7 separate regions of the Mus musculus genome follow, and regions 2, 3, 4, 5, 6 and 7 are each linked to region 1. A link is a contact called in public HiChIP or PLAC-seq and promoter capture Hi-C data. All regions are on one chromosome and are shown on one strand. Each heading gives the region's core, a stretch centred on a gene start, on an enhancer-like site or on the middle of the called end of the contact. The rest is flanking DNA. Distances are from core to core; before and after follow the strand shown.

Region 1 (2,813 bases), core at 199-2,698:
GAAAACAGAGGGCAATTAACTGATTTTACTTCCATGAAGGATAAGGGGTAGCACTAAGAAAAGAACTGTGACACAGGAAAGATGGAGCAGACCGACCAGAATCACACTGTGGAGAGAAAGGAGGACGGAACACATTGGATGACAGAAGGCTAAGCATCTTTATAAATGATCCAAAAGCCGGTGAAACAAAACCCAAGCTTTGCAGAAGCAGTCACTTGGGTCTGTCTGGAGACTCCTTGCCTACCTCAGTAATCTGCTCGTGGGATAACTCAAAATAGATGGAGTCTTTAATATTTAAAAGTGCAATACAAAATATATGAAGTAATAGATGCCCCGCCAAGAAAAAAGGATAAAAGAGAAAGCTTTCCACAGCAACATCTTCAGGTAATGAGCGTTTCTCCCACAGGTGAGCGTACAGGAACAGTTCCCTTTCCAGATCCCCTCGTGTCATTAGAGCTTAAGTGTCTCCATTTTTATTGACTTCACTCAGAGTTGAGATGCTGTCCAAATCAGCTATGCTCTGTTGCTCTTGGAGGGTGTTGTTCTATCAGTTTTTTAAATTGACAACATTTGAATGTGTTGATTGATTTTGCTATCATTCCCTATTGTTCTAGCGGGACTTCCCCCCTCTTCATGTTTAAAGGTGTGCTATTTGAGTATACTCTGAGTTAATTTTGTTTATGTATTTATGTACTTATTTGTTTGAGACATTTGGGGTATCCTCTGAATTTTAGTTTATTTAGTCCTTTCAAGACAGTAGGAGTGTATTCTGAGTTTATTTTTAATTAATTTTTTTCAGACACCTCCTCTGCCTCCTTAGGGCGGTGACTAAAGGCATGTGCCACCATAATCTGAGTGTATTTTAGTTCTTAGACAGGGTTTCACTGGGTAGTCCTCGGTGGTCTCTTCTCACAGACATGCAGCTGGCTGTGCCTCCCCATCGCTGGGATAAAAGCCATTGCTACCACGCCCATGTTTACTGTCACTTGATGACTTGGCCTCTTTATTAATCTACCTCCATTTTATAATCGACCTGAGTTTTCTTTTGATCATGCGAAGATGGTTACTTTGAATCTGCTAGAGTATTTATCTTTAATATATTTTCTGTAGTTAACACATAGCTGGGTCTGACTTTTCAAATCTAAATGTGGCAAATTTTGGCGTTTAGACGATTTACAGTACTTTTAATGCGATTAGTTTTATTAAGAGGCTCGTCTAGCCTGCCTAACGGACACAGTTCTGTTGGTACATAGCGATACGGTCCTCAGTCACATTTTCTATCTAAAGCAGGGAATTCAGACTCCTCCGTCTTCTCTACAGGAGAAAGAAAATCAGTTACGCGGAGAACCGGAAGTACCTTTTGCTCAAAGGAGGGCGCCTCCCCTTTAAGCGCGCACCCACGTGGGCACTCCCACAAGCCACTGGACTCGGTTTTCTGATGGGCTGGCCCGAGTTGCACGCCGGGATCTCCGGGACGCTCCAGGCTTCTCCAGGGCTTTGCTTGTGACAACTGTGTTTTCCGGGACCACCGCGCCGGAAGTAGCGCATAGGCTTTTGGTTTATGTCTCCCCAGAGTAAGACCGGAGCCAGCGGGCTGGGAGGGGTGTGTACAGGCGGTGGGGTGGCTGTATGGTGTGTGTGTGTGTGTGTGTGTGTGTCTTTGAGTCTAACTGTATACACACCTTGAGCTCTCTGCATAATCTGTGTCTCTGTGCTTGTCGCTGTCTGCTCCTGCTTTCTCTCAGGGACACAGGGACTAAAGCAGAGGACCAAGCTTCAGTAAGGGGAGGTCAGGTGCGGGGTCTGAAGGGAAGCTTTCCCCGAGGCTCAGACTTGAGCTTAGGGCTATAATTTAAGGACGGGGGTGTCGTCTTGGAGGGAGGGTACTTGTTGAGTCCCCTGACTTTCTCAGAGCTGCAGCCATTGAGCATGCTCTCAGATATGGTCTGCGATCTCATGCTTACTCAGGCTTCCCTAGGTGGCCATTCCAAAGGAGGGCTGGAGAGGGATGTGGATTCAAGAATGAGTTTTCTGTTTCTGTTTGAAAAATGAGGTTTTAGTTTTAGAATATGGAATGGAAGTGAGGGAAGGAGGAACAGGCGAATTGATACCTCCACCATTGTGTCCCTTACATTGTCCCTGCCCTTTCCACTTAGTTTCAATGATCCGTGGCGTCTTCTCCCACAATCTCTACCTTTTCCTGAGATGTTGTAACTAGGAATTTCTAGAGGGTAGCGTTAGGGCTCTCAACTAAATCAATTTGTATCTTGATGGTGTCACACCTCAGATGGCCTTTGATCTTTACAGGCCTTCATTCGAAGCAAGGGAAGAATGTAGGCGATAGATGGTCTGGTCACCAGGGAGGATTTGGGGAGTGGGAAAGTAATAGCACTGAATTTGGCATCCTTGAGGACTAGGTATTTTGTGTGTGTGTGTGTGTGTGTGTGTGTGTGTGTGTGTGTAAAATGGGTAATGTTGGCCAGATGCAGATGAGCAATGCCATGTTTAAATATAGGGATGTGGATCTGTGGTATCCCGTTGGAGTCTTGGTTCTGTCCCCTCAGGCTCTCCAGGCCTGTCAGGAACCTTAGGATGCCTGTGGTGAAGTCTGTTAGCGCAGTGCCGCCATATCCTAAGGGCCTGGTGTGCTTTAGTTGTTGCTCTGTGAGGTCATTTTGGGTTCCTTACCTGGTTATTGCCGCTGGGACAGGGCCAGGGGATGTGGGCCACAAGCGTGGATGGCTGCTCCGGACCTAAGGCTGGTTTGTATAATCATGTACATTCCCTCTTTTAAGGAAAGTCCCCCCCTCTTA
Region 2 (2,813 bases), core at 113-2,612, 2.6 Mb after region 1:
AGAATTGATTCTGGACGTTGAAGAGGAGAGGCTGGGATCCTGGACTTCTGAGTCCTTGGGAGTGTTGGACATCCTTGGGAGTTGGGGTGCAAGGACTGAGAGGCCTGATACCGGGGGTTCTCTAAGAGGACGAAGTGACCCGGACTCCTTCACCCAAGGAGGGGCTGCATTGCATCCTTGAAATTGCGGTTATGGACGCAGGTTTGGGCCTCGAAGGTCGGGCGCTGGACCTCAGGAGTCCACTCTGGTAGAGAGCAGCCCCGCCCTGGGACTTCCCAGAGCACCACTGGTGCAGGGTGCCCGGGCCGAACAGGAATTCCCCGTGCGCGGGGATTCCACGGGCGCCGCGCTTCGCTGCGTGCCCCGCCTCCGAGCCAGACACCTGCGGCGCGCGCGTGCGGAGCGGAACTGGGAGGTGGAAGATTCCCTTGCGTTAGCGCCGTGACGTCAGCGCGCGGCGTCTCGTCTCGAGGGTTTCCGAGTCAGTCCTCGGCTGACTTTAACCCTTCTCGCGCTGGAGTCTGAGCTGGGAAGTCTGGGCTGGGGATTTGCTCTTCTTGGGTCGAGGGAACCGGATTTTCAGGTCTCAGAGGAGACTGAGGGTCTGTACTCTTGGGTTCTGGGTGAATGGATTGTGCCAATGGGATACAGGGGCATCTCCGGGATGGTTGGTCCCTGCTATTCCCAAGTTTGCCGAGGTGGGGGCGGGAGCTTTGCGACTCCAGATCCCTGGATCATTGAGGAACTACACCGCTACTGATTTGGTGGATCCTGGCAGAGAGGCTAGAGCAAGAGTGGTGATCCCAAGACTTGGAGAGGAGCAACTCACCCTTTCCTGTGCTGAGGACTCTGGGCTTACGTTCTACCATCCACCCAGCCTTGCGCCCAGCCCCACATGTCAGATTCTAGAACAGAGAAACATTTTGTTGTTGTTTTGAGACAGAGGTCTCAGGTAGTCCAGGTTGGCCTCTCACTTCGTTTATAGATGAGTCTGGCCTTAACACCTGACCCTCTGCCACCACCTCGCTGGGATTGCAGGGGTGTGCCTCTACTCCTAGTTAAAACAGAGATATTGGGAACCTGGAAATGCCTTTTCGGGAAGTTGAGATTAGCAAACCCCAGTCCTCCACTCCTAGTGTTAGGACCTGGTCGCCTAGGTTGGGATTTTTAACGGATGTGGTGGTGCTTCCGAGGAGCCCGGTGTCTCCGGAGAAGATAGATGCTTCAGAGAAGTGCTAGCCTCCCCACTTCCTCAGTTTCCACTACGGTGGTGGAAAGTTGGTGCGGAGGAAAAGCGTGGAGGAAAAGGAAGGAAATGGCGGAGGCGGGGCCCTGCACTCAACATCTTCTGTTGGCTTTGTAGTTCTCCAGCTCGCTCGAAGGAAAGGAGGGCGCCCACATGCACTCCCAGCCACCCACCGCTGCCACCGAGGCTGCATTCGGGTGACTTAAACATTCCTGATGACTTCCTTCTGTCTTCCCACACACAGTGAGTCGGCCTGAGCGTAGTCACTGCCCAACACAGACGGTAAAGAAGCTTCTGGAAGAACAGAGGCGCCGACAGCAGCAGCCAGAGGCTGCTGGGGTGCCGGTGAGTCTCTGGAAGTCGCCATGTGCGCTGGGGGAGATGGGAGTTGTAGTCCTGACTCTGAGGCTCTGCAGGTGGGGGACAGACCTGGAAGAATCTTCCAGATTCATAAATTCATTTCCTTTACATTGCAGGGACACTTCTCCCCTCCTCTGGTCCAGCCACTGACTCCATCTGTGAATGAGGCAGAGCCAGGTAAGAATAAAGTTAGCTCCTAGCCCAGCTTCTCTTAGACTCAGGCATCCCAGCTCTTAGACCTTTGGGGACCGAGGAGTCAGGCAGCTCTCATTATTCTTGAGCCATATGGGAAATTTTGATGACCAGCCTGCCATCGTTGCACATGTCTATATTCCCAGTACTCCGGAGTTGAGGGGGGGCGGATTGCCATTGGGTTTGAGGTCATGTGGTTTTTTTTTTTTACTAGCAAGTTCCAGGCCACCTAGAGCTATCTAAGACACCTTGTCTTATAACCAAAACCCCTGGAATTTGACGTTGGTTTTCAGTAGCCCAGTAGTCCATGAATAGTGTCCTTCAAGCATCCAGGGTTTAAGACTCCAGGACTTCAGATCCCAGTTGCTTGAGATCCAGTAGGCCTGGCATCGCAGCTTGCTGATGCCCCAGGACTGGAGGACCCAGCTCCTCAGTGTCTCAGGACCTCTGGAGACTCCAGGTTTACCTTCCCTGGCCATGTCTCCAGGCTGTAATAACAGGCTGGTTCTGACCACCCTCTCTGTTTCAGGCCATACTCATTTCCCTGCCTTCCAAGAGACTGTGGATTCCGGACCTGGCAACCTGGCTCCCCCTTCAGGCTTTGCAGACTGGGACCCTAGCATCCATGCTACCTATACAGAGGGCTCTTTCCCATTCTCTGCTTCTGAAGGCTTCCTGACTCCTGATTTCTACCCTCCGTCAGACCCAGGCCGGTCAGGCCCATTTCCCCTGGTGATGGAGGTAAACTATAGGGTGGGGACAGATGCTTAAGGGCCCCTAAAAACTTCTCAGTGGTGCTGAGCCTAGTGGCGCAGGCTTGTCATCCCAGCTACTCCGGAGGCAGAGGTAGAAGGATCAAGACCTACCTGGGCTACAGAATGAGTTCTAGATTGCCCTAGCCACAATAATAGGACCTTTTTTTTTTTTTTCCTAAATAAAGGGAAAAAATAAGTGGAAAACAGAAAGACTATTGGGAGTTTTGCTCTGTGGTCCAGCTCTTTCCTCACATGTGTGA
Region 3 (2,813 bases), core at 144-2,643, 2.5 Mb after region 1:
GAGAAGGGAGGAGTTGCAGGCCATTATCCCTTACATGACCAGTTTGAGGCCTGCCTGGGTTAAGTGAGTCCATGTCTTAAAAAGAACAAAAACTAAAGCAACCAGGATCACCTTGCTAAATAAAACTGAAGCTGAGAGATGAGCAGAGAGCTAGCCTCCTGTGATGGGGTTACGCAAGTGAGGTCAAAGTCTTATGTAAAAAGTGTCACAGAATCTTTTTCTGTCACACACCAAGCCTTAGCTGGGTCCCCTTTGCTCCCACCTGCCTCTTCAACCTTGGCATGGCCGTACATGCCTATAATCTCAGAGTTTAGAAGGCTGAGTCTGAAGGAGGTGAATGCTGAGACCAGCCTAGGCTATATTATATAACAAGACTCTGTCTCAAAAGAAAAAGCAAAGACCCCTAATAAAAGAATCAACAAGATTGTTAAGACAACAAGGAAGTGAGCACACCTCACTTTTATTTCCTTTATGCAAGAATCCTGAGGACTAACAGGAGTAGGGACTAGGGATTCTCCAAGAGTCTCAGGCTCATCAGCTGAGATGAGCTAGTGTAATCTCCCTCATGAACCCGGTTCTTCACAACGAGTCAGACTGCCAAGTTTCTCACGGTTCATCAGGGTATTCTATTAAACGAGCGCGGCAAAAAGTCTGTCTTCTCCACGTTAAAAACAGCAAGGGGCGGGGAGTGAGGAGGTGGGTGTGTTCTTAAGAAGTCAAGAGAGCTGTCTGTCAAGAGGTGCCACGGCCCCGATGGGAGGAGAAAGTGCGCCTGTGCTCTCTCTTTGACTTTGGGTTGGTGTATCACAGCATGTCTTATGCAGTCCGCCAGTGCCACAGAATGCCCGGAACCTCCTTGGTGAGGGAGTGTCTGATCTCTCACTATGCATCGGGAAAATTCGGTTATCTCTCAAGACATCTCAGCTTCCATTTAGATGAGTTCACGATCCTCCCCAAACTGTCAGAAGGAACCTTCCTCTAGGTCTGTCTGTCACCGTCCATCGGATCGCGTCTCCCGCGCCCCTGTATCTTCACAAGAATTCTTTGGGGCACCACCATCATCCAGCCTGGTCCCCGGGGCTGTCGCGTCGCCGGGCTCTTCAGCCGGACCCCGCGGGCGCACGAAGGTACCCATGGCCGTGGCGTGGCCCGAACGCAGCAGCTGTAGCTGGCGCCGACCCCGGCGATACAGATACTCGATACGCAGCACGTCGGTTCGCGGAAGGCTGGCGTGCTGCCGGAACTCGGCCCGCACCCGCGCCTCGGCGCCCGGCGTCCCGCGCCCGGCGCGCAGCAGCTCGCGGTACAGGCTCAGAACTTGCCTCTGCAACCGGCTGGGCCGGCTCATGACCGCGGCGTCGCGGTGAGGCCCCACACTGGCCGGAAGGACCGCCCCGACACACAGTGCTGAGAAGCTAACGGGCAGGGCTACTGGCACGTCTGCCAGAAGTCCCGCCTCCTGCTCACCGGCGCTGCCGCATCTGATTGGCCAGTACTGCAGTACATCTTGGCTGGCTCTGGAAGTGGGCGGAGTCTCTGGTGCTCCGGGCCACTCTAAAGAGTAGTTTTTGAGTGCCTTACAGTCCTGGATATTTCTGAACTTGAGTGGAAGCATGGGGAAGGGCCTAAGCGGTTAGACTCTGGAAAGAGTGTAGGAGGAGATAGTTCTGAGCCCTCGGAAGATTGAGAGCGAAGGGATCGAACCCGGGGCTCACCAGAAGGCAGAGGGATATTGGGAAGGGATGAGCAGTTTTTAAAAAGATCTTTACTATTTTGGGGGCTGGAACGTGCATAAACTGACGACATGACCGCTCCGTGGTACGGCCAAGCGAAAACTTTTTGTTTGTTTGTAGATATGAGAGAGAGGACAGCCAGAGGCATCTAGAAGAGTCCAAAATAGAGAGGAAGTAGACTGCATAGCCAGGGCTGTCTGCGAGAGGGGAGAGAATATTGTTGAAGTTAAGGATTAGCCACACAAACCACTGGGAGACACCAATGTCAGTAGGGTATCGGAACGGTTTACTGAACACACATATCAACACTGATTAATCAGGGATGCACACCCTAGCCAGTTTTCAGGGCCAGTTTTTATATGGGAAAACCCACGAACAGGTGCATTTGGCTATCTAGACAAAGCCGTACTGTATGACCTTTAAGCTGATTGGCTGGGTCTAGAGGCAGGAAGTCTAGGGAATTTCCATAGGTCTCGAGGCTCCATACAGCAACATGATGTTATAGTCAAAGAACATTAGGTCAGACTAAGGTCATGAGCTACAAAATGAAGGTTGAGGCAGTATAGCAGAACTATTGTCAGGTTTAAAACGTAATAGCAGGAGATAGTGAACAGAGAAAACAGAAGGAGGAGAGAGTGTAGAGAGAACAGTGTGAATATCAGGATAGTGGGAATGAGTAAGTATCTGGGGGAGGGAAGCTAGTGAGCTGGAGGGAATTTAGGGGATTGGAGTTTTAGTCAATGTTCAGTAAACAACTTAAATGAATCTGTCTCATCTTTCTTATCTATGTCTTAATAATAATCTGTTTTACCTGGTGGTGCAGACATTTAATCCCAACACCTGGGAGGCAGAGGCAGACATCTCTGAGTTCAAGGCTAGCCTGGTCTACAGAGTGAGTTCAAGGACAGCCAGGAAAACCCTGTCTTGAAACACAAAACAAAACAACCCCTCCCCCAAACTCCCAAACCCCGTCTTATTATTTTTCCATCTAAGTTGTTTGCTGAACTCTTACTTTATGCCAGGAACAACTCTACATACTTTAATGTTTAATTGTTTGTTTTCTATGATTTATGCTGTACA
Region 4 (2,813 bases), core at 195-2,694, 2.4 Mb after region 1:
CAGGAAAACAAAAACCTGTTGCTTTGGGGCCAGAGAGGTAGCTCAGTGTCAGAACATGGTCCAAGAATGGACCCCTGTGAGATTTGGGTGCTTGTAAGAAAACTCCAAGAAACCAAGCCAAGAATCTCATGATCTCAGTTTCTTCAAAAACACAGAACTGAATTGTTCCTGGTTTTGTGCCCCTCCAGGTGTAGGAGATAGGAGTGAGTCTATTTCAGATTATTCATTACACTAAGTATTGTTATTTCTTTATATGTCTCGATGGAAAAACATGTTTTTGCCATGTGTGTCACTTGTCCTTGTGACTCCTCTTAACCCTCAGGGTACAAACTGTCTGCTGCTCAGACTAAAGTTGGCTACTACAGGAGACTTTAGCTTGCCTCATTTATGACTCCATTCTCCCAGGTCCCACTGCCTCTAGACTAGTAGCCAATAGCTCCGTAGGTAAAAGCCCTTGGGGCCAAAGCTGACTCTGGGAGAATGAACTCTCAAAAGTTGACCTCAGCCAGTCTGGTCTACACAGCCAGTTCCAGGTCAGCCAAGGCTACACGGAGAAACCCTGACCAAAAAAAAAAAAAAAAAAAGTTTTACTAATAGCATTCCTTCTACCCAAAGTCATTTCTTTCTGTGACTCAAATTTTGTGGAACTGTTTTGTACACCCTGCTCCCCAGGCAGCAGTGCTAAGATTTTTACATTCTCCATAATTTTAAGCCGTAAGTAGATAAAAATCAGTTCTAGTGAAGGAACAGGAAAGAAATCAGGAACAGAAAAAGGAAGGAAGACCAAGAAATGTTACGCAAATAAGCCAGGCAAGTACTCCGGAGGCAGAAAGGTAGATCTCAGAGCTCACAGCCAGCCTGCTGGTCTACAGAATGAATTCAGTCACAAAGAAATCCTGTCTCAAAAGGAAAAAACAAACAACAAAAACAAAAAACAAAAAAACCACAACAATATAACAACAACAACAAAACCCACAACAATATAACAACAACAAAACCAGGGGAATGTTAACCAAATAGGGGCCTGGAAGAGCACACCTTACCCCGAGGCGCTACAGAGGAGGCGTGGCAAGAGCCAACAGGCCAGCCTCTCGCTCAGACTCCGATACAGCACACTGGTGGCTGCAGTGGTCCCCAGCCCTATTCCAATAAAATCAAAGACACACTGGAATGAAAGGGATAAGTGTCTTAGGTCACTCACTGAACAGTAAAGTGATATTAGAGATGATTTGTAAATGCAAAACCATTTCCCGGGAGTTAGAACTAAAATAAAGCAATGTGCCAACTCTAAGTGGAGCCAGAAAGATGGGCAGCACCAAACCCTGAAGCCAGCAGGAACGCAGGGGGAAAGCCTCTGCCAAGGGGGCGGGGCTTCCGGACCAGGCGGGCCTGGGAAGCCGCCTGAGGGAGCAAATAAAGAAGCGATGGGAGGGACCGAGGCCCCGAGGCGGGACCAAGGTGGCAGAGAAGCCCGGAGTTGGGTAAACAGGACGACCAGCCTCTCACCCGGTTCTGCACAGTGTCCTCGGGAGCCGCCGCGAGTCGCGTCCGCCGCCGGAGGCAGAGCGGTGGGGCAGGAGGCGGGGAGGACTGGTTTCTCCGCGCCGGAACTCCCGCCATGACAGAGGACAGCTTTTCTATCGTGTCACTCCGCGTATAACCTCCGGCCGCTAAGGCAGCCATCATGCTGTCGGAGACCAGTGTCCGTTACGCTTCTTAACAGCCGCCTGTAGCCAGCACCCACTCGAATAGCGAATGGCCGCGGGAAAGCCGGCGCCACCGCCCATTGGACGCAGCCGGCACCCCGGCTGGCCAATCACAAAGCTTCCGGGTAGGCTCATTGCCCAATGGGAGATAAGAGGCGGAGCTAAAGGAAGGTGGGGCCAGGGCCTGTCTATTTCACTGCTTACTGAGTCTGGCTGGGTTTCTCTACTAACCTGTGCTTTCTCTGTTCATAGACACACAGCTTTTAACTTTGATGGAGCTCATCCTGTCTTTTGCAACAGTCCCGGGAAGTTATTCAAGCTGTACCAGTCTCATGGATATAGGGGTAGGGTGAAGCCAAAGAGCCGTGGGCTTGGGGTCGGGAACAACACCGCCCTACTCTTGCCTATACAAATAGTGAGGTTTAGGATTGCGAAGATTGTAGCCAGCTGCTCTCCATCCCGTGATTGGGGCGTAGCCGCGGTAGCACGAGGAACATTTTGTACGCATGCGCCCTCAGTTTCCCCTGTCACGTGTTGCAGTGTTGCTCTTCCCTGGGATGACGTGAGGCGGATGGATTGCTCGGGGACCCGGACAGGGTTTGGCCCAGACTCAAGTGTTATTGCTGACTGGGCAGGACTGGCCAGGGTAGGACAGCTACACATAAGTACATTAGGGCTCCAACACTTTGGGGCGCCTGGGCAGGGACAATTGGCCTGGGAGATTCGAACATGGGGCGTGGCCCTGGGAGGGGCGGGGTTGGTCCAGCTTTGAGTCTTGGGAGCTACTGCTATGAAGCTGTAGATAGTTCATTGCTACCTTGGGAGCGGAAGGGGTGAGAGGGATGTGCACACACATCATTCTCCCTGTTCATTTTTTGGCTTATTTTTCTCTTTAAACGGTTTTCTGGGGCATCACAGGTTGAGGTATGCAACGGTGTCCCCACCACTAGAATGTCAGCCCCTCCCTGAAGCCAACAAATTTTATCCCATTTCCTGTTATTCCTAGGTTGCTAGACTAATGCCTAACACATACTATTGTCCATCAAATGTTTGTTGGAAGGGTTTGATTTTTAGCCCAGAAGTCTGTTGGGGTTTGGGAAGCGTCGC
Region 5 (2,813 bases), core at 107-2,606, 2.4 Mb before region 1:
TTATAAGCAAGTGCTATGATGCCTACTGTGTGTGGTCCTGGAGACAGACCCTTGGGCTTTGTCCATGCTAGTCAGGTACTCCAGTAATAAGCTACATCCCCAGCTCCAGGATTTTTCCTTTTATCATACTGGCTTGTTTACAATGTTTTGTAAATGGGTGAATGAGAGAGGTTGAGACAGAGTTCCACTCTGTAGCCCTGACTGACCTGCAACTCACTATGTAGCCCGGGCTTGCCTTGAACTGACTCAGCTTCCCAAGGACTGGGATCAGAGGTGTGCGGCACATGCCTGGCAACAACAGTCTTATTACCATCTGTGTCCTCAGCTCTACTGAGACTGCCCTGCTAGTTACAGAAAGCCGAAGCCTGGCACCTCTAGGTATTGAATGTCTGTCTCGGGATGAAATCTTTGTGACTAGAGCCTTTTAGATTCAGAATTAAGGTTGAGGCATACAACAGCTGTCAGCTCCACACTCCCTGCTCTGAGAAGGCTGAAGGTATCCATCTCCCTGCCCTCACTGGACAGGTACAGGAAACCCAACCAGCTCAGTGCCTCTGTGTCTCTGTCGTCATTTGGGAAATGGGCTGATCATAATGACAGCTGTCTCATCCAGTTACTTGTGGCAAGATCACAAGGATAAATGACGGCTCCAGCCAGTCAGGATACCCTTGGGGCAGAGGTGGGATCTGATTCACAGGTCTGAGGCCTGGCACTAGGAAGGGCCTCAGGAAATGACAGTCACTTCTCAGAGCTGCGAGCCTTTGTGAGTGTGCTTACCTGAACCCCGTGCAAGGGAGGAGCCTTACTCAAGCAGATTCTTTCTGACTCCTCATGACACTAAGGGCAGCTTGGCTATTAACAGCTCCACGTCACACTTCACACATTCCTTTGCTTATCAATCTAATAAATACTTGAATGTCCATGTGTCTGGCATTCCCTGTAAACAAGGCAGACACAACCCTACTCTTAGGGAGACCAGTGTCTAGTAGAGTCAGACACTCTACTCAGCACACTCAGCCAGACAGTAGACTTACATACACCTCTCCAAAACACACACATTTGAATCTGACAACAGCCCTACAGATGCCTGTTGGGAGCTCAGAAAAAAAATTGAGAAAAGGTCCCTGTTCATTACTTCACATTCATAGCAATTTGGTACAATGGGTCTTTGCGATTGAGGTTCCATATCGCTTCAAAGCATAGTGTTCTGCTATGTGTCTTTGTTGGGGGATAGGAGGCTTCAGGGTCCTGCTTGAGCTCCAACACTTGTCTACCAAAGGAGGATGAGGAATGATGAATTTGGGGGTTTTGGGTCTGGTAAGCCATGCCAGGTTTTTTCTGGTTTTGCCTGCACAGGAACCTGTCCCTGGAGTCTGATAAAGATCCATGGACTGCCGGTGGAGCTGCATAGCGGAGGGCTTGCTTAGTGTTCACCAGGCCCTAGGTTTGGCTGTAAGCAGCGCCACAAGACAGACAAAACTCATAACCAAACCAGGACTTAATGCCTGCTCTGATTGAGCCATGCAAAATCTTTGGTTGTTCTGCCACTGTTTCTCCAGCCTTTTGGATCCAGGGAAGCTAAATGGTAACTCCCTCCTTTCTCTAAGGACAACGTAAAAGTTCTCATGTTTTGCAAGTCGCCCCAGGGTTGCTGGGTTGATGAAGGTCGATTGTCAAAGAGCAGATGGATGGATTCACTGAGAGAGTAAGAAGGGGCTGCAAGGAGCTCTTCCAATTACCGGATGCCCCTTCTGCCTACCTTTTGCATTCTATTTATTTAGAAAAAGCGGTTAAAAACCCTTCTACGTTATTCTTTTAAGAGGGCAGAAGACATGAAAACCGCTTGAACCGAAACAGAAAACACTAAAGGCACAGCTCTTGGCCACACAGAAAAAGGAACCTGAGAGAGAACCTTATTCCGACAGACGAGCATTTCGGACACTTCCCCAAAGACCGCACTGGGACAGACGTAGTCCTTACGTCTCGGTGGGGCATTCTACTCTCACATCACCCCCCCCCCCACGCGCAGGACGGCAGTGGATCAGTCCACGGGTCTCTTCCCCCTCGTGGAAGTGGGTCAGTTCCCCCAGTCCCCAGTCCCCCGCAGGATGTGCGGGATTTCTTTTAAGCTGTTACCGACTCACCTTTGATCTTGCCTTTTCGCCACCGCCTGCGACTGCGGTTCTTCGATCCTTCTTTGCCCTGCTTGGAGGCCTGGGCCCCCACGGGCGCCGATTCCACGGCCGGCTCCATCAATTCTTTCCAGTCCTGGCGCGGGGCCCAATTCCAGCGATCAAGTTCCTCTCTTAGAGTCAATCCTAGTTACACACCACTGCCAGGCCCCCAAACCATCCAATCCTGGGCAGGCTCCTCGCGGAGCTCCGCCTTTAATGGGTGGGGCTGAAGGTCTTGGCCCGCCCATCTGCTCAGATTAAAGGAACCGCGCAGTGCACCGTAACGACAAACAAAAAACCAAAAACCAAAAACCAAAAAAAAACCCGCAGTCCTGGAAGCAGCGAGAAGTGCCCTCACAGCAGGAATAGTGAGGAGTCGCGTTAGAGTCACCCCAACAAAGAATTCTCAGTCATCTTGTGCAGGTGCTGACCCTCGCCATCTCATTCACCTTTCCTTGAACCTGGCCCGCCCACTTGCCCCGGGAGCCGGAAGAACGGGCGGGCGGGCAGGGGGCGGGCAACCCAAGGCGTGGGCGGGGACCGACTTGGGGGCGTAGCCGCGCTTGGTAGCCGTTTGGAGAAGCCCCGCCTTTTCCTCCGCCCCCTCACGTGGTCGTCCCTGTTTTTTTTTTTTTTTTT
Region 6 (2,813 bases), core at 187-2,686, 2.4 Mb after region 1:
TTACTAATCCTGGTACTAAAAAGTGACACCAGCCTCGCTAGAATCCCCTTAGGGCCAGTTTTCCGGTATGGATCAGCCCAGACTAATTAAGAATTCTCAGGTCGGACTCTAAGTGAGTCTTTATTATTTGGCCCGCCCCGCCCCTTCAGGCCCCGCCTTACCTGATGGCGCTAATGACTCCGCCCAGGATGCGCATGGCAGTTCCACCGCCTCCGCCACCTCCTCCCAGTCCCATGCCTCCACCGCCACCGCCGCCGCCGCCAGCAGCTCCGCTGATCAGGCCTCCGAGCACATTCCCCAGGCCCCCGCCCAGACCCCCGCCTCCCCCACCGCCACCGCCGCCCTTCAAGAACGAATTCACCAAGAACATGATCGCAGCTGAGTCCTGTAAAGTAAAAGGGGTGGGTCGGGTAGTGGCCTTGCCAGGAGCCCAGCCCTTCCCGCAAAAAAAAAAAAAAAAAAAAAAAAAAAAGCAAGCATTTCCGGCAACTAGATTGGGGAGGAAACTAAGGCCTCGAGATGGGGACAGAGCCTCTAGCTAGGGGTCTGGACAGGTGATAGGAGATGTGAAACCTCCTAGGGTCTAGAAAGTACCCTGGCCCAGGCTTGACTGCATATATATAGGCATGAGGACAGGGGTACAGCTGGGCGTGCGTGGTAGCGCTCTACTGTAATCCCAGAAATTGGGAGGCTGAGGCTGGAGGACCAGTTCAAGGCCAGCCTCGGCTACAGCGCCTGCCTGCTTTACCCTGTCTTGAGGCAGCGGGAAAACAGGGGATTCTCGTGTAGAAACCCTAAGGTGTGTAAAACCGAACGTGTCTCAGATCCAGGCCTTCCAAAATTAAGCTCAGGGTAGGGATGACCCAGGGCTGACCAGGAAGTTCCTAATGTGGATTAAGACATTCAGATACTCTCGACAGAGGGACTACACTGTCACTACGGGATCTGTGGGCTCCGGCCAAAAATTATGGCTGTGCGCCCGGAGGATCCTGGATAACGGAGTTCTTCCCACCGCAAATGGGAACCACGATCTCGGATTGTGGTTCTAGACGCCCAAAATAATTTCCGGGTATCTCTCTGATCTTTGGGCTTATATTTTTTGGTCGTCAGATCCGGGATGGTAAGGAGTGTTCTGGAGGGGCTGACAGGCCCGATGGTTCGAATCTGAGAACACCGGTCCTAGGACCCCCCAAGGGCCAAGACTTTAGGGTCTCGCCAGATCTGAGGACTACGGATTCCGGATCTACAGGGTGCAGGGGTGCTGGACTGGAGTGTCCCGTCTCACTTACGGATCCGGCGGTCCGCGGTCTTGCTCGCCTGCTGCAGGGCCTCCGCTGTGTCCGGTTCGGGAGGGCGGGGCCGGTGACTCAGGCAGCTACTCCGGGTTAGACCCTGCCGCCACCCAGCCGTCGTCTGCGCGGTCCTAGAGCCTCCATTGCAGACTGCGCCTGCGCGGGAGGGTTATGGTTGCAAGTCTCTGCTTAGCTCATCCGTCCCCATACACACACTGCTGGAAATTCAACGCTGTCCAGATTAAATAGCTTTGAGTACGAATAAATTATTCTAACGCCCAGGTACTGGAGCCTCCAGGAACTAGATACAGGGTACCCGGTCACCGTTGCAGTATATAGTTGCAAAAAAGGACTTCAGTTGTCATTCATTCATTCATTCATTGTGCACTTTGAGACAGAGGTTTGTTAAACATCCTCTAAATGATGACCTAAAGCCCTAGCTAACCTCGAACTTGAAACAATCCTCCTGCTTCTGTTTCCCGAATGCTAGGAATCTACATCTTAAGTTTACCATCAGTTTGTGCCTCTCACCCAGGTCGCTGTTGGGCTTCTAGTCTGGCTGTCTGGCCACTCCCTAGGAACTATATAAACCTCGGTTTGAGTCTTTATTGCTCATCCCTAAAACAGTGACCTGGTGTCTCTGAGTAATGACCTCCTCATGTGTAAGGCGGGAACATAGCCAGGCGTGATGACACACACCTGTAAAACCAGCACTGGGAGGTGAGGGCAGGCAGCCATTCTCAGTACATAACAAGTTTGTGACCGGCTTGGGCTACATGAGACCCTAGAGGACACTAGGGTAAGCCCCTATCAGAATTAAGTGATAAATACATAGTAAATGGCAGCTCTTCTGTTAGTCCCTATGTCGCCATGTTGTTCCCTCAGCTGGGAGCTCACCTGGTTCCCTTAGCTCGTTTACTCTTGCTCATCCTTAAACAACATCGACAAATACCTGCCGGTCCCTAAATACTCTCCACTCACTAGGTTGTGTGTCCTCGAAGCAGGCCTGTGGGATAGGTCTGTTATTGTCCCCATTCTATGTATAAGTAAACTGAGGTTAAACAACCAGTCTGCTTTACCTGTTCAAAGAATCTCCGATAACTTAATATGATAATCAGTCAAATAAGATCTCAGCAGACAAGACCGTAATTGCACTAACGCCACCTAAGGGCTTGCTGGGACCAGGCCAGGTAATCATTGCTCAAACCTGTGTGTGTGTGTGTGTGTGTGTGTGTGTGTGTGTGTGTGTGTGTGTGTGTGAAGCAAGATTTAACCTGTCGAAACCGGAAACTCTAAAAGGCGGGAGCACAGAGGGTGGCGACCCAGGCCTAAGCCTTAGCGGATAAATCATTTGGTGATGACTAATGTGGATTCCCTCTCTGCCACACCCCTCCCTGCCACACTGAGCAGTCTGACCTCAGGCTCAACTCGCTGGCATAAGCCCTGTCCTCTGCCTACAAATACTCCTGTGTTTGGACTTGACTGTCTGTGTCCTCCACTTTGGACCAGAGCTCAGACATC
Region 7 (2,813 bases), core at 210-2,709, 2.3 Mb after region 1:
AAATTTGTCTTGTTTATAGAAAGTGCAGGGATAAATATGGAGCAGAGACTGAGGGAACAGTCATCCAATGACTGCCCCAACTTGAGACCCATCCCATGTGAGAGAAACTAATTAACTCTACTAATGATACTCTTGTGCTTGCAGACAGCAGCCTAGCATAACTGTCTCCTGAGAGACTTCACCCAGCAGTGGATGGAGGCAGATGCAGAGAGCCACACTCATCAGGTGGAGCTTGGGGAGTCTTGTGGAAGAGTATGGGATAGAAGTGAGCAAGCCAGAGGGGTCAAGGATACCACAAGAAGACCCAGAGTCAACTGACCTGGGAGCATGGAGGTTCACAGAGCCTGGGTCACCAACCAGGGAGCATGGAAGAGCTGGACCTAAGCACACTCCCCACCCCACGCCTACACGTTTGTAGCAAGTGTGAGCTTGGTGTTTATGTGGGTCCCCCTAAGAAGTGGAGCGGGGGTTGTCTCCATCTCTGTTCCCTGTCATTGGATCACCCCCTACTTCGACTGCCTGATTGTGCTTCCTAGACCTGCTGGGACTAGGTGCCCCAGGGAGGGGTGGTACCCAGAGGGACTCTCCTGCCCAGAGGACAAGGTAAGGGGGAGATGGAGGGAGGGATTTGTAAGGGTAGGACTGGGAAGCGAGGAAGGAGGGTGGCTGAGATTAGGATGTAAAGTGAATTTTTAAAAGTAAACATTAAAAACAGTTGGAAATACTCATATGGCTACCCTTAATAGTCGAGATGTATAAATGCTTCAGATCCTGAAATATCAAACAGCACAAAGACTCAGTTAAGCCGCTATCCCACTTAACACGGGGAAGTCCTACACAGCTGTCCAAATAAACAAAGTAAAAGACAAAGAAAAGCATGATAGCTCACAAATGAACCTCTAAAATGAGCAAAGGCTAAAGAAGAATGCACGCAAGATACACATTCAAAACTTCACACTCACAACCCACACACAGACCCACAACAGAGACACTCGGCTATCGGAAACCTACCTACGAGAAGACAGGACTACCTACTAGGGGCTCAAAAAGTAACTTAAGCACAACTTCACTTTTACCACACAGAATCCACAGGTATCTGCGCCTGCACTGTGCTGCACGTGGTCACAACATCACACAGTCGCACGCCCCTACAGAGACAGAACACTCACCCAGTCAGCAGCTCTCCACATCCACACACAATGCCGCACGTGTCCCCAGCTCGCTCCCTCCCACTCACCAAGGGGTGGTGGCCGCCACGGTGTTAGCAGAAACTGATGCTCATCACCAGTCCAGCCCCTTAGCGCCGCGATCACTGTTCACAAATTAGCCGCACAATTCCGACTCCTCTGCCGCACAAAGCCCAGCCTCGGCGTTCGCCCCGCCTCCTCCCGGGTTCCGCACCAAAGGCCTTCCTTGCAAGCTGCCAAAGCCCTGCAATCCTTCAGTGCACCTCCCCTCTTGCCAGCAAAGCTCTGAAGTCACGCCAGGCGCGTGATCTTCCCGCGAGAAGCCAGGGAGCCCTCTGGGAAATGTAGTCAGTCCGAGGGAACGCGGCAGACAAGATGGCTCCCGATGGGCGGGGCTTCTAACGGTCCCTCAGTGTGGTGGACGAGCGGAGGACACCCCAAATAGAAACGCATCCTCAGGATACATGGAACCCTATATCAGCTTCCACTACTGCATTTAAAATCATTCAAAAAAGTTAGGAATCTGTTGATTTCCCGGACTTTTGGTATTATCTGTAGAGGATAGACTGCATCAGGAAAGGGGCGGAGAACTGGTAGGGGGCGGAGTGTGATTTGCATAGTAAGCATAATCATGCGGCTGAGACTTCTAGTAATATAATTCAGTGCAATACGAAAAAAAATATATTGAAGGGGGAAAGTTATCTCAATTTCTCAGAGAGCTAAGCCTTTGCTTGGCCACCTCTAGCGGCCGAGTTTCCCCCCGCCCCAGAAGTGTGCAGGAACAGATCTCCTCCGCAGATGTGTGACTTGTTCTGGACATGCATTTGGCTTGGTACTCATTAGCAGGTCCTGTAGGTTGAAAGGGTGGATACCAGGACCACACCTTGGATTCCCACATGCTTCTAATGCTAGCCCGCAGGAGGAGCAGGAGGATCAGGGTCATCCCTGGCTACTGAGAGGTAGTTACATTAAAAACTACAGTGGAACACTTGGAGAAAGCATCTTCCTTTGAAGTGATTTCCATAACCAATAAATATACCTAGTCCAGGAGATAACAAGTCAGTCGGTCTGAAAAAGACATTAAAGTTGGGGCTAGAGAGATGACTCAGCGATTAAGAGCACTGGCTTCTCTTCCAGAGGACCTGAGTTCAATACCCAGCCACCACATAGTGGCTCACAATCATCTATAAGAGGATATGATGCCCTCTTCTGGCCTACAGATGTATATGCAGCAGAGCACTCACATTAAATCTTTTAAAACGACATTGAAGTTAAAAGACTACATCTCTGTATAAATCAAGATTTTCTCTTCAGAAAATAGGGACAACACGGCTTACCTCACTTCTCTGTTAATTGCAAAGCTGCCACAGTCCTAACGAAATAGATACTATAAAGACATGAAGATCTTATAAGGATATGAAGTTACCCAGAATAGAATGGAGCTGAGGGAGAGCTGCCGGTAGACTACCCCAATGATAACGGGTATACTAACCAGGCATGTTAGAGGGAAGTGAAGTTTGGGATTGCTGGGTGCGGAGATTTGAATGAGCTGGCTCATAGGCTCATACATTTGAATGCTTAGTCATTAGTTTATGGAACTGCCTGGGATGGGTTAGGGGATATGGC

What was found. Promoter capture Hi-C pulls out the DNA fragments that hold promoters and counts their contacts. HiChIP or PLAC-seq counts read pairs in DNA pulled down with a chosen protein or histone mark.
Region 2: a contact with region 1 is called in a promoter capture Hi-C map of hippocampal neurons, with 4 times the contacts expected there. The contact joins the promoter of Nfkbid here to the promoter of Zfp59 in region 1.
Region 3: an H3K27ac HiChIP or PLAC-seq map of thymic regulatory T cells shows a contact between it and region 1, with 7 times the contacts expected there. The contact joins the promoter of Sdhaf1 here to the promoter of Zfp59 in region 1. A contact is called at or near these places in 5 of 39 promoter capture datasets (hematopoietic stem and progenitor cells, hippocampal neurons, liver and 1 more) and 1 of 115 datasets of contacts at active chromatin or transcription factors (thymic regulatory T cells).
Region 4: a promoter capture Hi-C map of hippocampal neurons shows a contact between it and region 1, with 7 times the contacts expected there. The contact joins the promoter of Thap8 here to the promoter of Zfp59 in region 1. A contact is called at or near these places in 2 of 39 promoter capture datasets (cranial neural crest and hippocampal neurons).
Region 5: a promoter capture Hi-C map of pre-B cells shows a contact between it and region 1, with 3 times the contacts expected there. The contact joins the promoter of 4732471J01Rik here to the promoter of Zfp59 in region 1. A contact is called at or near these places in 4 of 39 promoter capture datasets (frontonasal cranial neural crest, liver and pre-B cells).
Region 6: a contact with region 1 is called in a promoter capture Hi-C map of hippocampal neurons, with 4 times the contacts expected there. The contact joins the promoter of Capns1 here to the promoter of Zfp59 in region 1. A contact is called at or near these places in 2 of 39 promoter capture datasets (hippocampal neurons and liver).
Region 7: a promoter capture Hi-C map of liver shows a contact between it and region 1, with 8 times the contacts expected there. The contact joins the promoter of Zfp566 here to the promoter of Zfp59 in region 1. A contact is called at or near these places in 3 of 39 promoter capture datasets (hippocampal neurons and liver), 1 of 115 datasets of contacts at active chromatin or transcription factors (astrocytes) and 1 of 9 other capture datasets (adipose tissue).

What each region holds. Positions count from the first base shown.
Region 1 is chr7:27,837,136-27,839,948 of GRCm38.p6, forward strand. Zfp59 (zinc finger protein 59) reads left to right here and starts at 1,449. Exons shown (of 5, transcript NM_011762.3): 1 at 1,449-1,574.
Region 2 is chr7:30,421,913-30,424,725 of GRCm38.p6, forward strand. It overlaps Nfkbid (nuclear factor of kappa light polypeptide gene enhancer in B cells inhibitor, delta), which reads left to right and starts at 1,363. Exons shown (of 11, transcript NM_172142.4): 1 at 1,363-1,591; 2 at 1,723-1,783; 3 at 2,328-2,539. The coding sequence starts at 2,534.
Region 3 is chr7:30,320,982-30,323,794 of GRCm38.p6, forward strand. Sdhaf1 (succinate dehydrogenase complex assembly factor 1) reads right to left here and starts at 1,394. Exons shown (of 1, transcript NM_001033140.3): 1 at 428-1,394. The coding sequence starts at 1,348. The coding sequence ends at 992.
Region 4 is chr7:30,278,650-30,281,462 of GRCm38.p6, forward strand. Thap8 (THAP domain containing 8) reads left to right here and starts at 1,445. Exons shown (of 3, transcript NR_144498.1): 1 at 1,445-1,831; 2 at 1,959-2,050. It overlaps Wdr62 (WD repeat domain 62), which reads right to left and starts at 1,761. Exons shown (of 33, transcript NM_146186.4): 1 at 1,507-1,761. The coding sequence starts at 1,683.
Region 5 is chr7:25,393,357-25,396,169 of GRCm38.p6, forward strand. 4732471J01Rik (RIKEN cDNA 4732471J01 gene) reads left to right here and starts at 1,357. Exons shown (of 7, transcript NR_015569.3): 1 at 1,357-2,597. It also overlaps a transcript of Lipe not described here.
Region 6 is chr7:30,193,717-30,196,529 of GRCm38.p6, forward strand. Capns1 (calpain, small subunit 1) reads right to left here and starts at 1,437. Exons shown (of 11, transcript NM_009795.4): 1 at 1,290-1,437; 2 at 162-385. The coding sequence starts at 370.
Region 7 is chr7:30,089,051-30,091,863 of GRCm38.p6, forward strand. Zfp566 (zinc finger protein 566) reads right to left here and starts at 1,460. Exons shown (of 4, transcript NM_152814.2): 1 at 1,238-1,460.